Regions from separate parts of the Larimichthys crocea genome. Here region 2 is linked to region 1. The links are chromatin contacts, called in public Hi-C maps. All regions are on one chromosome and are shown on one strand. Each heading gives the region's core, a stretch centred on a gene start, on an enhancer-like site or on the middle of the called end of the contact. The rest is flanking DNA. Distances are from core to core; before and after follow the strand shown.

Region 1 (5,807 bases), core at 448-2,947:
CCCAGGTCAACCCGCGCCCCCCCTCCCTCCCCTACTCCCCTTCCCTTCCCTACCCCTCGCTCCTTCTTCTCTTTCCTGGTCAAACAACACAATAGTCATCTATCAGAGAGGGCACCGGGCAGGCGCTTCGGCTGACAGAAATAAACCCAGTCACTGCCAGCAACATTTCAGGTGCTCGGGCTGATTTTCTCTGACGTCATGCTCGATTGGCCTGTTCTGTTTTAGCCTTTTTCTTTTTGTTCACCCCCACCCCCCTCCCTCCCTCCCTCACACCTTTAGCCCTCCATCCCTCTGTTGCCTGTTTCCCTTTCCTGGAGGGAATCTCTGAGGCATCTAGAAAAACAGGATTCATGCATGTCTGTTGGTATTGTTATGATTACAGAGCTCATCTGTGGCGGACAAACTAGTCATGGCCTTTAATTAAGGAATAAAACTATGTGAAAGCAATAAGGAATTACAAGTAAAACATGCTTAAAGTGTCAAAGCTATACGTACTCTGCAGATAAATGGCCAATATATAATTAAATATGACATTACTAGGTCGTCCTGATGCGTCAGTGTGTCACTTTCTTGTTGTGGTTTAGGTGGAGTTCATTTTAACTCCCCAACCTGGGGTTCAGACCCCCTACAAAGGGTCACAAGATTAATCTGACAAGTCATGACATGATTATAGAAGAAATGATACATAAATCTATATGAATTTTTCTCCTTTTTTTTGTGAAATATCTGACCACTTTGAGCCTCGAGTTATATCTAAAGAAAACCTTCTTAGGGGAAATTACTCTTTGGTGGGACTGATAAGCTGCCCACAGACATCTGTAACAAAGGTCCTAAGTATACAATGTTTTTTTAAGAGGTCAAAAGCTTGAGAAGCTTGGCTTAATCTTTAACAGTTTGTTCTATTTTCTAAGCTAAAATCTTCTGTCTGAAACCTGCAGCCAAGTCAAGGCAAGTTAAGTGGAGTGGGTTTTAACCATATACATAGTTAAACGAGACAGTGTTTTTCCGAGGACCACGGTGCTACATAAAACATAAAGCAGGCAGACAGGATTTTTATTGCACACACATTACAACACACAGTACAACGAGGACAAAATACAACAAGCCATAGCTGTCACTCAATATAGTAAAAAGTATTTACCAATGAAATGTAGTGGAGTAGGATTTTAGGCGAAGCAGCATTAAAAAGAAAGACGAGAGTAAAGTACGCAACAAGAAATGATAAAATGACTAATATACTAGAACAGGGGTCTTCAACCAGGGGTCCGTGCCCCCCGCAGAGGGACTGCAGGGGGTCCGCCAATTAATAATTGACAATTTTTACAAAAATAATTTGTGAGAATTTAAAAAAATACATAACAAAAATGATAAACTGCAAGCATTAATATGCAATAAGAAGCTACTTTTTGACAAAAACTATTTACTAAATAAATTATCCCATTATGCATGAACTTTGTAATCAATCATAAACACATATAGGCTAATAACTCAGTATATAAATAGGTTAATAAGGTGAATAAAGTAAATATAAAGGCCAAGCTTAAAATGTGACTTTTTAAAAAATGTCTGTCCAAGGAGTCCTTGAGCTAAAAAAGGTTGAGACCTCTTGTACTAGGAGAGAGTAATGATTTATGTCCAGCCAGTTCATGACTCTCTGTGACCACCGGTGGGCGCCCGAGTATTTGCACAGCGCTCAAACCTGCAGGCTGTGTCCTCTTCGCTGTCCTCCTCGACTACGAGCCCTGCTTCCTGGATACGCGTTCAGAAAAACAGAGATTTTATCGTCTTTACTTTGCTGCTAACCCGAAGCTCAAACACTCATAAAGACTCATTTAAAACACTGCCTATGACTGTTTAATGTCACCAAATTACCGATGATAACGTAAAAGAGGCGCAGCGAGGCGGTGGGCGCAGCAGTCGCAGAAGAAAGGTGGGTTCATTAAAACAACTAACGGGTTAGCTCAAATGTAATCTTTACAACCTGTCGGGCTTCATTTAAATATACATTATATATTCATGTTTCTGTTTAGTTAGTGGCTGTTTTATTAAAAATAAACTATAAAAGGGGTCCAAGTGTGTCCAAACTCTTTATGTGTTTTCTCTCAGAGCGCCACGTCACAGCTCGGCGGAGGAGTCGGAAAAACACACCCCGCCACTGAGTCCCTGTTCCCGGCGTAGGACCAAACATCACGCACCTTTACGTCAGCGTCAAAGTGCTGCTGTGTCTCCGTGTTTGTGTGGATATTTTCTTACCGGAGGGGAGGGGAGGCCTGTCAACAAGCAAAATGACGGCGTCCAACTGGGGTCTCATCATGAACGTGGTGAACAGCATCGTGGGAGTGAGCGTGCTCACCATGCCCTTCTGCTTCAAACAGGTGGGTCACCTGGCCAGGTGCGACCGTGAAATGTTTCCGACCCCGACCCCCAAACACAAACCCTATATTAACTATCTGCTTAGTATAAAACTCAAACTGTATTAAAGTATTGTTATATAATATTAATTCACGTGTAAGCTGTACCTTAATGTTGCAGTTCATTTTATATAATTGTTGGGTAGTTTAAGCTTTAATAATATATATATATATATATTAGCATGTAATTGCATGCAAAATCTCAATCTGAAAAGCCACACACTCACTCACTAGTTACTTTCCGTCATTACACGTACACTTTGCACAAATGCAAAGACAAGTCAAATTGTGCAGGTGTAGGGAAATGTAAAAGAGAAACACACACGTCGTCTCGCATCGAGCACAAAGTGCTTCAGTTTGTTGTGGTTTATTGTAATAATTGTTGTTCGTAAGCGTGGTGTTTCATTTTACAGAGAGGTGTTTTGTAATATTTAGTCAAACCTCTCTGATTGTTTACCAAAAAAAATTGACCACAAATGGTTGAATCAACCTCCAGCTCCACGACACCGTGCTTCAGTTTGGCCTTGTGTGTTTGACATAACTGCGAAGTGACGTTTCCTTAATGGGTGAAAGTGTAACTGTTACAGCCAGGCGACTTCCTCATGAGATCAACAGACGTTTGGTTGAACATGAACATAATCCACCTGTGTTGAGTCTTTTAAATGATTCGGACACGTTATCTTGCAGGTTTTAGCATGAACACCAAACACAAATGAACGCATGACTGGTCTTTAGGTGTGGTACTGCTGTCCTACTTTTTGCTTGACTGCATTTCTGTTTTTGTTGTGTGTGTGTGGTCATTAACCAAAGTCAATTGCAAACTTAAAATGTTTGCAGTATTTGCAGGCCTTTCTGTAAAGACCGAACTTGGGCAATAAGATGCGTGGGTGGCACTTCTTTAAAAAATTGGAAGTCGGAGATTAAATTTATGTGAATAAGCTGTTTATTGTTATTCTGTGTGTGTGTGTGTGGCACTAATAAGTTTTAAAGACTAAATGTAGTCAAGATAGTTTGAGGGTTGAATCCAATCTAGGGCATCAAGACTTAATCAGGTTGACCAGATGCTTGTATAATTTAATATACAAGGATATTATTTTGTAAGGTGACCAGATTTCAAGGCAACTCTATGGATGAATGAATGTTCGCTCTGTCCTCTTGCAGTGTGGGATAGTGCTGGGGACTCTGCTGCTTTTTTTCTGCTCGTGGATGACCCACAAGTCCTGTATGTTCCTGGTGCACACGGCGAGCAGCACCAAAAGAAGGACTTACGCAGGATTAGGTGAGTTTAAACACACTAACGTATTTAGACTTTCACACAGGAACTGCTGCTTTTTCTTCTTCTTTTTTTTCAATGGAGGAAGTTGCTACGACGATCATCATGACTGTAGACCTTAAAATTTGAAGTTGGTTGTAGTGGTTTGATAGGTATTATCAACACAGAAACTATTTTTAAGTCGCTGCCATCTGTTAGTCCACATGTTGTTCACACTGATGTCACTTTCTCCCCTGCAGCTTTCCATGCGTACGGGAAAGCAGGAAAAACACTGGTGGAGACGAGGCGAGTCTTGTTAACTTACTACACGCAATATTCTGTGTTTGATGTGTGTATTATGAGTCGATCTTCTACAAATAAAAAAACATAATGGAGTCATTTCCAAAATCATAGGCACTTATAATAATCACCTGTCCCCTCTTTCTCTCCCTCTGCAGTATGATCGGTTTGATGTTGGGCACCTGTATTGCCTTCTACGTCGTGATAGCTGATCTGGGCTCAAATTTCTTCGCTCAGCTGTTGGGTTTACAGGTTTGAGATCATTATTTGATAAATTTTTCATACACCCACTGCTCTCTTTTGCATTTCCATTAACTTTTTACTTTGTATTTAGCAACCAAACCAGTTAATAACTGGTTACAAACTGGAATAATTAGATTGAGGCACAAACTAACAATAGGTCAAATCAAGTTCCTCATCGCGTCATGTTGCATGATCCTCTGTAGGTGACCTTCAGTTTTCGCGTGGTGCTGCTGATCACTGTGTCTCTGTTCATCGTCCTCCCTCTGAGCCTGCAGAGGAACATGATGTCCTCCATCCAGTCCTTCTCAGCTATGGCTCTCATGTTCTACACCCTCTTCATGTTCACGGTGAGCTCGCCAAAACACACACATACACACACACACACACACAGCTACGCAATGCACCCGAAGAGACGTTTTTTGCGCCCAAAGCTTGAAAATCAAAATGCATGAAGTAGAACTGCTTTTGATGAAGATGAAAGGATTTTATTGAGTCAGCTGTGCAGTTAGACAGCAAAACAGGTCATGTAAGGTTTATCATAAAGTGCAGTGATAATCTGAGATAATCAGCAGTCCAAAGTATCAGTTAGATCAAAAACAACTTTGTTGTAAATGAGGCTCAGATGTGCATGTGCATCTCACAAACAAATCTAGAAGATCACCTTTTAATTTTTTTCACAGCAACAAGGACAGTTTTTTCTAACAGAATTTTAAATATTACATTTCGCCGCTGAGCTTTTAATTGTAGTTCACAAATACATATTGTACATCAGTGCTTTGTAAACTTGAACATAGTTAATTGGCGGCGCTCTCTGCTTTAACATGAAACTCATTTAAGATAAATGTTATTTTGTTATATTCTGTGTTAATTCTTTCATATTTTCTCCGTTGTACAAACTATGTCTTTCTCACCAACACAATATTGTCTTTCTCCTCTTACTGTTTTTTTTAAAGAGCAAATTCACACTAAATCACATCGGGCAGAAAACAATTGCTGCGCTGCTCTCTATCTGCTGAAACAAAGGCTCTCCCCTGGGAAGGAGGCAACACTTGGAAGTGGCCACTAGAGACATTTAAGCACTGTGAGTGCAAAGTAAATGGAGGTCAGCTAGTCGACTCCACTAAATCACAGATGGTTGCAGCTTTAGGGAATTATATTTCTATATTTGCTCATTTGTTGCCAGATATAAATACGTCAGATGTATTTTACTATACTTACTAAGACTTCCTCTTGACTTATCTGTTGCTGTTTGTACATGTTAAATTCATTTGACAGATTACTCTTATTATTTATTCTCTGATCCTGAGTCAGCATGACATTCCTATTTGGATATATATCTGCCCTAGGTAGTCAGCGTTTATTAGCAACACCACTACACTTAGCTGCTGTAAGTATTTAGAGGTTAAATGCTGACTGTAGTCCTGATGTTGGGGTTGCGCCTTTTCTTCGAAACATTTAAATAATGCTGCACTTCTGGCAACAGTCCATCCAGTGAGACTCTTTAATATAAAATAGTTTATGATGTTGTTGTTTTTTCTTCTGATCTTTCTAAAAGATACGTTTTCTTTCCACCATGGCTTTTTAAAATTGTTTTCAAAGTT
Region 2 (5,824 bases), core at 2,878-5,377, 130 kb before region 1:
ATCTCTTTTTCACTTTCAGGTCAGAGTGGACCACTCAGACGCGAGGAACACAGGGAGGTGATGAGAGACATGATGACAGATCTACATGACATCCTAAGAGACACACACACACACACACACACACACACACACACTCACGCACACACTTACAGCAGCCATAAAGAAAGACTCAGAGCAGACAGAAAATACCACTGCCTACAAAACCTCTCTTTAACACTTTTATATCTAAATTCATGCTCTACCTCATAACAGCTGACCCTCTTTTATTACTAACCCATTTACTGCATTTGCACTCACTTAAAACAGATAGCCAACATGACTCCTCTGCACTAAATGGAGCAGAAACAAAGGTGCTAATTTATGTGTAAAAGCAGGAAACATTGGGGAGGATGAAGAGCCCACCTGTCCACACACATACTCCTATTGTCCTAAAGTCCTTTGAGAGTTGTATCCTCCCTTCTCTCCTTTCCATTTCCCCCTTCTTTAATCATCATGTCGAACCCAGATGTAGAAGGTAACAAGGTTTATTTACACAAGTACTAAAGAATTTAGAGCTACTAGCATTTTATTCGTTTGTCCTACTTTTCGCCTATTTTAAGAATTGAACCTTTGACCTAATCTAGATTTTTTTTCTGTCTGTTGCAGAGCCATTATCCATTCTCTCATATTCATTTAACTTTGTTACCCAGTGTTCACATTGCAAGCATCATAACGTCAATAGTCAGGCTATGGTGTGTGTACAAGATTCAATGTTTGCAGGGCGAGAAGTTGATTTGAGTCATTCAAACATGAAATGTCGTAGCAGCAAAACATATATGATGATTTTGCATTTCATATGTTTCTAAATACAGCATATTGATGTTCTCTTTAGAAGTTTATTTCCTTGATTTTTAGCAGCACATCAGCATGACTGAAGTCGGGGTTAGCGGGTTAGATTAGTGGGATAGAGCGGGACCTCGGAGGGGCAGAAGCTTTGGCCCCAGGTGAGAGGCAGCTTGGGTTTCTGAAAGCAGACTCCCCCCTCGCCTTCCAGGAACAGGGGCCAACTTCATCAATAATTCAAAACACCACCTCACCACTTGCCGCAGCAGGACGGTATGGTTGTGTGTGGGCGAGTGTGTCGGAGAAAGATAAAGCTTTTGTTTGTGCAGAACAAGTGTAGGACGAATGTGAGCGCGCTGCAAGTATTTCTGTCTGTGCATACATTCGTACATGAGGCTACTCTATATACTGTATGCATGTTTTATCCTGCGCCGTATCTTTTCTTCCATTCAACCAATCCGTTTACAGTGCTTCCAGTCGTTTGGTTTCCGACTGAAACTCACACTGCTAACCAGGAACAATGAGCGGGGAGATATACAGTTACAGCACCCAGGGCTGAAGTAACTCGACCCTGCAGACAAGAATCTGCAGCCTGTGGATGGGTGTCATGGCCAAGTATGCTGACAAGCAATGTTGGTGTATGCTAATCCACCCCAAATCCAGTTTCAAATCAGACCAGCAAACCATTTCGGCCATCAGCAACTGAACACTGGCACGTCCCTCATGAAACATGATCGTCACAATTACAATTTTTCTAGTTTTTACCCTGATCAAAGAAATTCAACCTTGTTTTTGAGGAAAAAAACTGCTCTAAAGCCAATGTGGAGCAGGTGTAATCCATCAGTATAGTAGTGTGTATGTCGTGGCTGTAGGCTGATCAAATAACTCCAACAGCCCTGTCAAAAGACCGAAGAGTAAATACATAATACAGTATCAACAGAGCATTACTGCACAGCATATAGGTTACAAGCAGCTGTTTCAGTAAGCCCTGGGGGCAAACGTGTAGAGTGTTAACACTATTACCCAACAAAGCCATGAGGTACATTTGAGAGGGAATGAAAGGGGATTTTCAAAGAGATCACCATTTATGATATATTATTTGGTTAAACCTTTTCTATTACATCTGCTGTATTTTATGATGGGGTAGCCACCATTTCAGGACTACAAAACCTTCTCCGGCAACATTAAAACTAATTCTTTTCCGAAACTCATTGAACATTGTTGTTGAAAAACTTAATCCCAACAGTGGGATAACCCTAAAACATGACATATTCGTCTCAGGTCTCTTCGTTGAGGCTGATAGTCTCCCATATCAGCCTCATCTATCTTGTTTTCCTGGAAAGATGGTACTATCCAGTGTGATAACAATGCCTGTTGATGTGCTGACTACATTAACCATAATTACCAAGCATCTCTTATCAGTTGTCAGTCACGAGAGAGTGGCCTATTTCCTAAGCCATGCATATTCAACCAGTCCACAAGTTAATGTACTTCCTGTAAATTACGAGCTCAGTTTTCTGGGCACGTATCAGTGCACCATATGTGCTGTATATAGAGTAGTCGTAGTAACTGTAGTAGTAGTAGTATTTGTTGCCCCCCTGCTTCATTATGTATGTGTGTAGGTCAGTGTGAATCAGCTTAAGGCTCGTGTGATCACCCTCAGTGGCACATAAGGTCAGCTTTCCCCTACCTAATCAGACATTTGGGATTCTGGGTAAGACTTTAGGAAATCTAGGAAGATGCAAGAGCTGCAGCGTGTGCATGCATGCAAGGCTTCGGGGCAAAATCAAATCTGAGACAACATCATCCCCTCCTGATGTTTCAGTGTTTTCCTACCTTGTCTTATGGAGACATATCGCCCATTGCCTGCCATCAGAACCACCTGTGGGTTGCTCTCCTCTAGGTCAAACAGTTCATCTTTGCCTGGTTTGGAGCATCGTCCAGACCTCAGGGTGCCTGTAGGCCCCATGGGAGACAAATACTTCCCCTCACAGTCTTTAAAGGCCAGCTTCCCCAACTTCAACTCTAGCGTGTACGCCGTGGCCCTCCCACTCTCTGTCAAGAGTTTCCCATCATTGCTGAGGAATCGGCTGTCGCAGGTCTTAATGCAGTACTTTCCATCCAAGTAGACAAGGGTCAGGAGCGATGCCACACCCCAGGGAATGTTCACATCCACAGCGATTTCCCCATCCTCCTTAGAGAGGTGGGCATAACGCTTGCGGGCCACGGAAAACAGGTTGGCCTGCGGATGTAGAGCCAAGTGCACCGCCCACAGTTCTGCATCTGTGATGAACTGAGCAAAGCAGGACAGGTAGTCCCGAGAACCACCGAAGAAGCGGAGGTGCTGCTCAGACTGCAGAGCCCAGCGACCATCTGACTGAGCCACGATGAGGAAGCGGCAGTCGGAGTTGTGCCCGTCAGCCTCACAGGTGACTTTGCCATCCTTGTCAGAGGCCAGGTAGCGTCCCAGGTGGCTGCGCAAGTACACCACCTGGGTGTCCTGAGAGTCCTGCTCTAGAGTCCATATCTGCTTCTTCTTCAGACTGGGTGCTGACGCATTCAGCTGAAAGACATGGAAATGTTCCAACAAACAGCATGAAGGCTTTCCATAGTCTTATCTGCAACAAGCATGGCACTTCTCTGCAGTATCTGCCTAAAACAGTAAAGCACTGTGCAGCTCTATGACACCAACAATCACTGAGTGGCACGTTTGTACCTTGAATCCAAAGGACTCAGCAGTGAGGTAGCGACCCTCATGGTTGATTAGACCAAACTGCAACTTCAAGGGACGGTTTCCATTAGCAGGCATCTTCACCTGTGGATTCAGAAATGTCAGAGACAGAAGGAGAGCAAGGGGTGAGACAAGTTAAGCATGGGGGGATAGAGTGGGAAGAGGAGAAAGAGAGGGGTAATTAGACCTAACATGAGATGTAGGAGTGAGGGGTGTGCATAAGAAGAGGGGAGGTTTTTTTTTAAAGAGGTGAGGAATAAGGAAGGAGATGAAGTCATGGAGAATGATGAAATGAGAAAGTCTTAAAGACAGGAAATCAATTCATTAAAGTACAGTATATAAAGCACTCCCAAGACCACAAATTCCTTCCCCCGCCCATGGCTTCATTATACATTTTTCCAGCTACAGCCTCCTAATTTACTTACTGTGGTTTTGTGGCTTCCCCTCTGCAGTTTCTGCGGCTCTAATTCCAGCTCCCAGATTTAAGAGGCTTCTTTCACCAAGCGTCCTCTTGTAATTCTTTCTCTCTCCTCTCCTTCTCGTGCTGCCTCTCACGTTTTTGTTGATGGGGTCTCCCGGCTCCACTCCACCACCACCACCACCTCCACCACCACCACCACTACCACCACTACCTCTCCCCCGCCTAATCAGGTTAGAGGAAGCAAAGACTTGAGTCAACCTTGATCTCTTTTTAGTCCGGAGTCTGGCGTCAACCTCTCTTTTTCTTTTCTGCAGACTAATTTTAATCTTGACTGCTTATCTCTACTTCTCCAGTCGACTCTCTTCCTGTCTCTCTCATTGAACACTGCTCTCTCATCCAACCTCACTGTTCTTGCTTGACTTGTTATTCACCCTGAAGGCTCAATCACCTGGTCGCCCCCTGACTAGCCCTCCCTGGGTTTTTTTTGTTTTGTTTTTGCCCCTCCTTTGACTCCTTTGCCTACTATCTTTGGATCACATCCAATTCTCTGACACTCTTCTTCACCTTCCTTGAAGTCCAGGTTCCTCGTTTGTCAGACAAAAGTTTGATCAGTGAAGAAGAACATCCTCAGCGGTCCTGCAAATTTTATGGTACATTGAAGGACTCCTTCACTCTTTCCCTAAACATAAGCCGTCCATCACAACTGAACTCAGCAACAAAGGGTGCTTGCCTCTGTAATCTTAAGCCTCTCTCTGTCGCTTTTTCCTCCCATCCTCTCCTTCTCTCTCTCTGCCTTTCTCTAACCTGCCATGTGTATAATCCTGCCTTTCTCTGCGTCTGCGCTTTATTCTGAGCTCCTGCACTTCGCCTCTTTCTGTGACACATAAAGACAGGTAAGTAGAAACAATGCACACACATACACACACACAGCGGTGGGTAACCAGAGCACTCCCCATGCCTTTGGGGTAGTTGCCTGAGTGCAGCTCCACTTACTTGCCTATGCTGAGGGTTCGGTTACACACCTTCTCTGATTGCAAGCTCTCCGAGTCAGTTTTAATGGGAATGTGTCCAAGAGGCCGGGGGAGTCGGACTTTACATCTGAATTTGGGAGACAAGCAAAAGAGAAGGGAAAGGAGTTGACGACAACAATAATAAGCTAATCAACATATGGGCTTCTGAATGAATGTGTGTGCGCAGCAAGTGTGCCTGCACGTGTATGTGTGTGTGAGTAATCAACATTGCCAATCAGCCTATTATAAGTCTTCTTTGCAGGGTAAACAGACGTGTCTGTTCCTGAATCCATCTAATCCTCGACCCAGATCATAATACATCATACACATCAATGCAACAACAACATGATACATCAATCATTCCATATATCATTTAAAGACAATCAAGCTCAAAATCAATGCTTACATAATTATCATACAAATCATCATTACAATCATAAGCATACACAATATAATCATTCCATACAATATATTCAAACTCAAATCAGATCAATCAACATATATGCGATCAATGCATACAATAATGTCAATCTATCATAAAAATATATTACAATCACAATCATAGATATCCATTATGCCAATAAAATACATCAATTCATAGATTCATCCATAGGGCATATAATAACCTACATACATTTAATTAAATCCACTTCCTCATATATGATCCATCATAATATATATCATCATCAATCATTATATATCTATATCATATCTCATATTCAATATCAGATCATAACATTATATGCCTCATCATCAATACAATCATCATCATCCCAATCATAATCATTAAACAAATCATCACATATCATCAATCCCTAGTCATATATTATTATCACATAT

Evidence for each region. Hi-C and Micro-C count contacts between places; a contact is called where the count stands out from the background.
Region 2: a contact with region 1 is called in a Hi-C map of muscle, with 2.8 times the contacts expected there. The contact joins the promoter of fscn2b here to the promoter of slc38a10 in region 1. A contact is called at or near these places in 4 of 7 Hi-C or Micro-C datasets (all in muscle).

The regions. Positions count from the first base shown.
Region 1 is chrXVI:10,429,318-10,435,124 of L_crocea_2.0, reverse strand. slc38a10 (solute carrier family 38 member 10) reads left to right here and starts at 1,697. Exons shown (of 18, transcript XM_027289330.1): 1 at 1,697-1,930; 2 at 2,107-2,375; 3 at 3,573-3,690; 4 at 3,924-3,969; 5 at 4,122-4,215; 6 at 4,410-4,553. The coding sequence starts at 2,286. It overlaps bahcc1b (BAH domain and coiled-coil containing 1b), which reads right to left and starts at 2,364. Exons shown (of 29, transcript XM_027289325.1): 1 at 2,254-2,364.
Region 2 is chrXVI:10,565,319-10,571,142 of L_crocea_2.0, reverse strand. fscn2b (fascin actin-bundling protein 2b, retinal) reads right to left here and starts at 4,127. Exons shown (of 7, transcript XM_010729694.3): 1 at 3,979-4,127; 2 at 3,539-3,637; 3 at 2,659-3,385. The coding sequence starts at 3,631.